Regions from separate parts of the Mus musculus genome. Here regions 2 and 3 are each linked to region 1. The links are chromatin contacts, called in public promoter capture Hi-C maps. All regions are on one chromosome and are shown on one strand. Each heading gives the region's core, a stretch centred on a gene start, on an enhancer-like site or on the middle of the called end of the contact. The rest is flanking DNA. Distances are from core to core; before and after follow the strand shown. Region 1 holds the start of Prr15 (proline rich 15). Region 2 holds the start of Mindy4 (MINDY lysine 48 deubiquitinase 4). Region 3 holds the start of Gars (glycyl-tRNA synthetase).

The links. Promoter capture Hi-C pulls out the DNA fragments that hold promoters and counts their contacts.
Region 2: a promoter capture Hi-C map of cranial neural crest shows a contact between it and region 1. The contact joins the promoter of Mindy4 here to the promoter of Prr15 in region 1. A contact is called at or near these places in 6 of 39 promoter capture datasets (the 3T3-L1 cell line, the C10 cell line, cranial neural crest and 3 more) and 1 of 115 datasets of contacts at active chromatin or transcription factors (pancreatic cancer cells).
Region 3: a promoter capture Hi-C map of liver shows a contact between it and region 1, with 2.5 times the contacts expected there. The contact joins the promoter of Gars here to the promoter of Prr15 in region 1. A contact is called at or near these places in 6 of 39 promoter capture datasets (cranial neural crest, frontonasal cranial neural crest, liver and 3 more) and 1 of 115 datasets of contacts at active chromatin or transcription factors (pancreatic cancer cells).

Annotation. Positions count from the first base shown.
Region 1 is chr6:54,325,384-54,328,434 of GRCm38.p6, reverse strand. Prr15 (proline rich 15) reads right to left here and starts at 1,534. Exons shown (of 2, transcript NM_030024.3): 1 at 1,125-1,534. The region is part of intron 4 of 9130019P16Rik (RIKEN cDNA 9130019P16 gene); the gene reads left to right.
Region 2 is chr6:55,201,742-55,204,792 of GRCm38.p6, reverse strand. It overlaps Mindy4 (MINDY lysine 48 deubiquitinase 4), which reads right to left and starts at 1,410. Exons shown (of 18, transcript NM_001142781.1): 1 at 1,224-1,410. The coding sequence starts at 1,286.
Region 3 is chr6:55,036,541-55,039,591 of GRCm38.p6, reverse strand. Gars (glycyl-tRNA synthetase) reads right to left here and starts at 1,591. Exons shown (of 17, transcript NM_180678.3): 1 at 1,359-1,591. The coding sequence starts at 1,550.

The DNA.
Region 1 (3,051 bases), core at 285-2,784:
AAGCAAGCAGGCTGAGCAAGCCATAAGGAGCAAGCTAGTAAGCATGGCTCAAATTTCTGCAGTCTTTTTCTAGGATGAGCGGTGATGAGCGGTGTATCCAAGTGAGAAAGCGGGGAGCATAAATTCATGGTTGTGCTTACTTCAAACTGCTTCAAACCACTTCTGCCTTGTGATTTTCAGAGGCTGTCTAGACTTAACTTCCCTTGGAAACCGCCATCCCACTCTTCCTTTAACTCCCTAGAGCCAATCTCCACACTGTTGGAAGGCCGCGGGTCCCAACCCTTCTTTCATAGTTCTCTATCTCTTGAGGATTTTACTTATTGTAAACAAAGTCTTCTGGTACTTTTCTTTGCTGGTTGCCTTTCCATCCTCCAAAGGAGAGCGCCCAACCAGGAACTCCAGAAAACCATTGAATAACGGAGCCCAGACGCTCCTGATAGTGCAAGCCAGACTCTTGGCACACTTCCTGTGAGCGTGCTACTGGACACGGCCACCACGAGTGGGCAGGGCTCGCGCGCGCCGCCCATTTCTAGGTTTCAGCTCCGCCGCTTCGCAGCCCACGCACCGCGGCGCTCCTGGGATTCGCCAGTGCGCAGGAGGGAAACTTGTGCGGCCGTTTGTTGTTGCAGGTTCTCCCGGAACTGCCTGGTAGAGGAAGTCTCTGCGCCTACGGGGAGGCGCCATCTCCTCCCTGGGGATGTCCTGAGGACTCACTCGGACTGGGGCTTGAAAACCGTAAAAGCAGAACCAGCTCAAAGTTCTTTCCCTAAGAAAGGCGCCCACACCCTTAGGCACCGTCAACGTTGGGGTCTACAAACGTCTTACTCCCTATTCTGCAGATCGGAAAAACACCGCACCCCAAGGCATTTATTAATGGTGGTGGGCAGCCACCCAACACTTTCTTTTCCACAGTGACCAACTTGGTGTGTACGGAAAGGCTTTGTGAGAATTGCGCAAGGAAAAGATGGCAAATAATGCAAAAGTAGGCAGATCACTGTTCTGGGGGGGGCCTCTCCTCTGGCAGCAGGAGGAGGGGCACTGCAAAGCGCTAGACAGCATTCTCCAGGGACTTCGTAGCGCCAGGGCCTGCCTTGTGAGACGCAGAGGGACTCTGGTTCACTCACCTGTAGGGGCTTTCAGGGCCACTGCGGCGCCGCGCTGCGCCGCGCGGGCTGTCTAGAACACGGAGGGGGCGTCTCCGGGTGCCTGAAGCTTAGTCGCGGTGTCCCTTATCGCTGACTAGGAGAGATGCAGGAATCGTTGTTGCTGATCTCGCCCAACACCCCTGACACTCGCACACTGTCGGAACAACCTGGGGTTGGCAGCACGGTCCGCTCAGGTGGCAGGGACTGTCAGATCCTCCGCCCCAGGGTGAGTCTGGTCAGCCTTTCCCGGTGGGAGTCTCACATTCTAGGGCGCGTCCTTTCTTCCCGTTCACTCTGCTCTCTGGCCTCAGCTAGACAGGACCTGGGCTACTGACTCCGGCGCACTACCCTTCCTGAGCGTCCGTAGGAACGCGCTGAGACATCTGCCCACTTGCTGGTGGTTGGCCAAAGGCCTGAAGACACCAGAACTGAGGAGGAGGGGAGGGTCAGGGTGGGACAGGAGGCGGCCGCCAGGCTACAGGTGCAGGTAGGCGTCCCCGCCCTTCTGGGGACCAGATTGGACGAGGTTGCAAACGTGGTTCCAGCCCTGCGGACTCTGATTGGAGAAAAAGCTGTGCTGCGCCGCCTCCCTGCTCGCGTTCCGTTCTTGCGCTGAGGTTTGAGTCCCAAGGCTTTCAAATTTTCTAACTCGGAGAGCTGATTCAAACTCTGTCATTGTTTGGGAGTTTCAAGCGCCCTTACCTAAAAGACTAAGAGTTGAGAACCATGTCGTTGCTGTCATCGGGCGCTATCCTAGTACTATAACTCACTTGGGTCAACTCACTTGGGTTAACTCACTTGCTCATCAGACCGCCCCAGGCCTGGGCACTATGGCTCCTAACAGACCTGCAAAGGAACCATGGCTTTGCGGAGGTTAAACAGTTGTCCAGGATTGCATGCTGAAGGGCAATCTCGAAGTAACGGGGTTGGAAGTTTGATTCCAGCTTATCAGCTTGTTAGTCTTGGGTTCTTACCATAACTAAGTGCCTATGCTACAAAGCATCTTTCGCGTTTGGGCGACCGCGCATCGACACCCATCCAAGCATATTACTCCAGCCCAGAGCCACTGAGAGGGTGAACCAATGGGCCCCAGCACCGTGCAAGGTGCTTTAGCTCGGTGGTTATTTGTCAAAAACGGTATTAGAGGAGACATTTCTCTAACTAAGGCGAAGTTACGACTTGAAAGAGATTTTGGGGGTCTCTAGGCTTGCAGACATGCAAGTAGGACCCTTTCTTTGCCTCTAAGGTAGGCAGTCCAGGCAATTTGTCTGCTTTGAGCACTTTCTGCGGGACAAGCCTGGTGAGAGACAGATCACCAACCAACTCTGATCTCTTGCAATAAGGATTTGATAAGCAGGCAGGAATTTTATAGAGACTTTCAATACAGTAGGGAAGAGGAAAATACAAGGACTTGGTTGGTGTCTTAGTTTGGATTCAATTAAAAAATGAAAGATGAACATACACTGTGTATTTGGAAATGATTTGTTTCTAACCAGAGATTAGAGAACTCCCCTCCCCCTTCCTCCCTCTGCCCCTTTCTCTCTCCTCCCCCTTTCCCCTCCTTCTCTGCCCCCCTTCCTCCTTCCTTCCTTTCTTTATTGGTGGAATTTCACTATGTAACTAAGACTGGATTCAAACTCTGGCATACCACCAAAACTGACTCTTGAGGTTAGTTTTAAAGTGGGGACACTGAACCATAACACTGGTACTTGATAAAGACTAGTTGCCAGCTTTAAAGGAAGCTTTCCGGAGGCAGATGTCATATGATGAGAAAAGCTTGTCTGGGGAGTCGCCACCACCACCGTTTATGGAGCTGGGACATGCCCTTGTCAAGCACATTGTTGAAAGAATGAAGACACCAGGAAAAGGACACTAGCTTGCTGAATGGCTTTTCATCTAGTGTGGT
Region 2 (3,051 bases), core at 161-2,660, 880 kb before region 1:
TCACCCTCGGGCAAGTTTCTTTGCTGCCTTGTCCCATAACACTCTGATATGAAAAGGAATACTGTAAGTATACTTATCTTCCAGGATGGTTAGGGACATTTGAGAAGATCAATCACCATCTAGGAGGTACACACAGGGTGGCAAAGGCCTGTGGTGATCACAAGGTCTCTGTCCCAGAGCAGAAGCAGTGACGAAAGTAATTACAACTGTGCATGCTGGTATGCCCCCGTACTTCCGAATACAGGAGTCAGAGGCAGGAGAATCGAGAGTGTAAAGACAGTCTGGGCTACACAGAGAGTTTAAAGAGAACCTAGGCGCTGCCTGGGCATCACTAGTGCTCACTCATCAGACATGAGTGGACTGTAAAAGTTCCCGTTAGAGAGAAGATGAGGTAGTAACGTCAAACTTACATTTCAAACTAATAGCACATACCTAAACTTCCACCATCTGACCTCAAATCCTTTTCCTTTGTTCCATGCAAACACACACACACACACACACACACACACACACACACACACACACACACTCACACATACGCACGCACACACGCATGCATGTTTCAATCTCAAATTAGTGCCCCTTGGGCCAGCTCAATATGACATCATGTGGAAGCACAGATCCCTAGTGTATAGTCCTCAGCCCCTTTGTGTAAACTACAAGCCAGTGTGGGACTCCTGGAGTCTAGGAAGTGCCTTCCTCTCCTAGACCCCCATGGGGGACTCAAGAGCCTCCCTAACTTGTAAACACTTTGAAAACTCTTCTGGCAGTAAGAGAATTTACATAATTCCCCCCACAAAAGCTCATTCAGCAGCTAGAATTTCCATCATTGATTAAAATGATCAAAAGGACTGCCTGTCCAGAACTTTCCTTTAGAAAGTTCTTTTCTACAGACATGTCCTGTGCTCCTGGCTGGGAGAACTTGCTCCGCCCTGGACACCCTTGCCAATCTGGCACTGCTGTGACAGAGGGGACCAGGGGAGGGCAGCCAAGCAAGCGCAGGCCTGGCTTTGTGGACGTGCCCTTGCATTAGGGAGGGCTGGCTTCTGGGAAATGTAGTTTCCTTGTCCCGAGAAAGGGGCGCTCTTGGGGAAATCTCTGAGGCGAACAGAAGGCATGGAATGCTCCCCCCACCCTCGAAGGTGCAAAGATGCTAATGGAAACCACTGGTTGCCCCCCAACTTAAGAAGATACTAGTGGGTTTCGGAGTGTCCAGACATTACCTTTCTGCTAAGAAACTCCCTGACCAGGGAGGCGGCCACCTCCTCCACGTACAGACTGTCCATGCTGCTAGCGCTGCCCACGAGGCCACGCGGCCGCCTGCAGCCCCAGGCCCCTTAATCCGTTGGGCCCAGTAAAGCGGCGTTGCCGTGGCGACGGTGGCATCCGCGCCAGGAAGAACTCCTCCCCTTCCTGGGAAACAAGCGTTCTAGGAGGGCGGGAGAGAAGGGAGGGAGGAGCATCCTCCAAGCCGCTACTCTCTGCCAGTTGCTGTGCCAGCAGCTGAAGGCGGGACTTAGCCTATGAGTTCTGGGCGCCGAGTTGACTGACTCTGGTTTTTTGTGGTGGATGTCACTGGCCTAATCAAAGGTTCTATTTCTCCATACACAAAATGGGAAACACGCCCTACCCTGTGGTTCTTAAAGTCTGAACTGGCAGGGAAGCAGGGCCCTGACAGTCCACCCTCAGGATTGCAGTTACCTCCCGGGTTCACTTGAGACACAGACTTCAGTGTTCTGGCCTCTGTTATGGCAAGGGCGCTTAGACTCCAATTTCTGGCATCTAGAAACTGGAAGGATGGGAAACTGCCGAAGCCCAGGTCTTTGCCAGTCCCTTGGGTAGCACCTCAACTTTCTCCAGGACTGTACTTTGCCTGTTGCGTTGGTTTGCTGGGGCTGCTATAATAAAACGCCGCAGACTGTGGCTTCAACAACAAAGTTACTACCTTGCAATCCTGTATGTAGCCTGCAAGCTGGTGAACAGGTGGCACCAGGGCTTTTATGGCTCGAGTTCCCTCCCGTTGACATCTTCTTTCTGTGTCTTTACAGAGCCTCCCTCTAAATGTATCTGTGTGCTATTATTCATCTCTTCTTAGAACACTGAACACAGTTAAGTGTTCACCATAACAACCTCCTTTAATGTTACTGTACCTCCAGATAAGTCACATTCTAGATGCTACAAGGCATTAGGACCTCAACTTAGGAACGTTATGCTCTCAACTCAGCACATATCACCCACACTCCTACATACAAATTATTTTCTCTAAACTAATGTTTCTTATTTTTTTCTTAAAATTGTTTCCAGGCAGTGATACTCACAAAATCTTAGGTTTGTATGATTATTCAATTCTGAGAAACCTTAAAACATTTATAAAATTAGAAAGGTATGTTGTATGTAAGATTGTCTCACAGCCAACGGCACATGCACTGTGTCTGGAGACTTCATGGTCCGCTTTGGTGTCCTGAGGATGTCATTGTATTAGGACAGTTATAATTTCCAGGCATCCTCACCGTCTAACCCTCCAAGGAGGTCTCTGCAAACTCACCTTAGCTGCATGTGGGTAAAGTGAAGATAGCAATCAGGAACCTTGCCAGGGGACCTGCTATTTCAGATGTAAGGACACACTAGTAAATGTGTTATCATTTAAAGCGCAAGGCAGACTTTCTTACATAGACATAAGTAAGACAAGAGCTTGCATGTCAAAAACCGGTAATTGCTTGTCTTCGTTTTGTTTTCTGTTGCTGGGACAAAATACTGTGATCCACAGTTGTAGGTTTCAGATCCATCACAGAAACAGGAGCTTGAGGGAGTTAGTTGGTCAGATCACACCCACAAACAAGAAGAGAGCACAGTAAATATATGCATGCTCAGCTGCCCTCACTCTTGGTTAAAGGTGTATTTATTTTTATTCTGTGTGGGGAAATTTGCTTGCATTTATGCATGTGTACCATGTGCATGTGTGGTGCCAGGGACTCAGAAAAGAATGTTGGATCCCCTGCAACTGGAGTTACAGATAGTTGAGGGCCACCATGTAGGTGCTGGGAACGGAAC
Region 3 (3,051 bases), core at 342-2,841, 710 kb before region 1:
ATTTTCCACGCAACTAATCAGTGTATATGTACTTCTGGAAAAGTAGAAAAGAAAAAAGTCCAAACTAACTTAAATAAATTAATTCAACTATTGGGAAAATATCCCAAAGTTAAAAAAAAAAAAAAACCAAAAACCCTATCAAACAAACACATAAAACCAAAAAAACAAGTCAAAACCAACAACAAAGGACATGAAGGTCACACAAGCTGTACAGGAAGGCTCTCCATGATCAATGCGTCCTGAAGTTAACTACATTCAGTCTTACTACAGAGGAATACTATGTACTGCAGTTCCAGGCTAACGTGGCAGAGGGAGGGGTTTGCAGTGTGTGCTTTTTTTTTTCCCCCAAAATTAGATGTATTGTTCCAAAGGAAGGAGTTAGGTCACAACAAAACAACAAAGGAGTCACACATACATTTATGTGGGGAGTGGAAGGTGGATGGAGACTGAATGTACAGAACATACAATTAAAAAAAGAAAAAATAAAGCCCATAGTGAAAATCAAAATGAAAGCCTATTAACTGAGTCGGGCTCAAACTGGAGCAAAGTGGCAGAATTCCTCGAAGCTGCAGCACCTCAGCTCCAATGAATTATCCTTAAGACAGGATTCCACCCTCCTTAGCTAGACAAACGATTGCATCAGGCGCCAGAGCAGGCGCAACCCGACCGGTGTTTACAGCTAGTAGGTCATGGATGCCGGGCCCTACTGTAAGCTCTGGCTCTCACTGGGTGTGGGTATCATTCCAAATACTTTTCTCCTTTCCCTCTTAAGTCTGATCACCACCACTCAGTGCTACAGTAAAAAAAGGAGATCTGCATTAAATCCCCAGATTCTCCAGCTAAGAAACCTCCCTTCCCTTCCGCAAAATGACATTTTCAGGTGTTCCACCCTAAGAATGGATGACTTCACTGAGTGGCTCGGTCAGTCCATCTACAATTTCCAGCTTGATCCGAAAGCTCGCTGGTTCCAGACACTCTCTTCAGAAGGCAGAAAGATGACAGGAGAGGGATCATGAATTCGCATCAGTATTGGAGGGGGGTGGGGGGTCGACACCTCCCCATAGCCACGTTTCGACCGTGAGCCAGTCCTCAGGCTAAACACTGAAGCAAGGAAGATAAAGAGAAGGGAACGCTTCCCAAAGCATCCCCAAGACTAAAGAAAAGAAGCGCGCAGCATCAGCTTGCCGCTGAGCCGAGCCATCGGGGCGCTCAAAGAGGGAGGCGAAGCCTACGGCTGGATTCGGGGTACGCAGAGAGGGCACGAGGCCCAAGGATCACGGATGCCGACGCAGCGCGGGGACAGGGGAAGGACGGACAGGAGCGGGGTGCGGCGCGCGGCTGCGGGCGAGGGTCGGTACCTGCTGGCGCACGGCTAGCCGCAGTGGGGCCAGCAGCTCCTCCGCGCTGTCCATGCTGCTCCGGGAGGCGGCGGGCTGCGCGGGAGCGCTGAGGAGCCGCTGAGACGCGGACGCTGCGACCACTCGGGGCGGCGACAGGAGCGGCAGCGCGGCGCGGGTGGCTCTGAGCAGCGAGGGGAGCAGACAGGGCATGAGCACGCCGCCTAGGCGGTGCGCAGGGCGGCTACGGAAGCGGCGCGCGGCCCGCCCGGTGCATGATGAAATAGCGCAGCCAGGCCGCAGGCGCGCGCAGCCGCACTTCCCGCAGGCGCGCGCAGCCGCCGCGTCTGCAACCGCAGATTCGGCAGAGAACCCGGAAGGGCACCAACTTGCTCAAAAATGTGTGAAGAGGACGCTCCAGACAAATGCACAGAAGGACATGGCTTCTGAGAGTGCAGTCCTAACCTAGATGCCCGAGCACCTTTAGATCGTGGGCTTCTCTGTTGTCCCAGACGCTCGAATCGCCCCACTGGAACACCCATACTTCTGCTTCTTCCTCAGCCCATTGTTTAGAAGAGTATATAAAGTCACATAAAATCGGAACCTAGAGTTACTATAACTCTAGTGGGTCATGGTGATGCACATCCGTAATCCCAGCACTTGGGAAGACGAGGTAGGAGGATCGTGAGTTCAAGACCAGCCTAAAATACACAGTGAGCCTCTGTCTTTAAGAAACAAACAAACAACAACAGCAAAAACAAAAATATTGCTCAAGACCCAATGTTCCTCGGACTATTTATAGGAATCAGAGTTGCTGTTCTTCTCAGGGCATGCCAGTTAATTTGAAAGACAAGGTGTAGAGGCAAAGGAAAAGTGATTTTACTTGGATAACCACCTCATGGAGCAGTCAGGGGAACTCTAGCCTCAAAGCTCTTGCAGAAGTTATATAGGTTGGATGCTCCCAAACTTGTGGACACCTCACAGCCAGTCAGCCAGATGATGGGCCCAACCGGGAGATACCACCTTCCAGTTTCACAAATATCAAGAAGACCATCATTATCCTTGTGCTATTGTTGTGATTGGTTAGCTGGTTTTTTACACAGTGGACAGTCTAGAGGGCAATGAACCTGGCTCAAGGCCCTCTTTCAGAGAACCCAACTCCATGCAGTGAGAGACCACACGTTCTCAACTCCCAGAAATCTTTGATGCTGTTTTTTAGGGTGAAGAACCAGACACAAGGTAGTTACTAGTTTACCCAGTATCCCCAAGACAAAAGTTAAGCAAGAGGAGGTTTGTGACGCTCTTCATTTGCTTCCAAGTTGCTTTTACTGCCAATTTTAGGGATCACGCGTATTTTTATTAGCTTTACTGGATATAACACCTGGGGTGCTGTGGCAATCTTGGTGTTTTTCAGGAACTTGAAGGTGTAAACCAGTTTAAGTTCCTGGCCCTTTCCTGCAGCCTGCACAGATATCCAAGGGTGACCTTTTGAAATCTGGAGGCTTAAAATTTCACACTCAGAACATGCTATTGCCACCATTGTTTAGAAACATAGATCCAGTGAAGGGGTCCTGACAAAGATCGCTGATGCGTCCTTAGTCTTCACCTATAGTCACTTTTCTGACACCTCAGGCCACCCTGCTTCTTTATCTACAAATAACTCCAAACCCCAGTCTCCAGGAGTCAGGTCCGAAATTCGTTCTCATGGCTACAT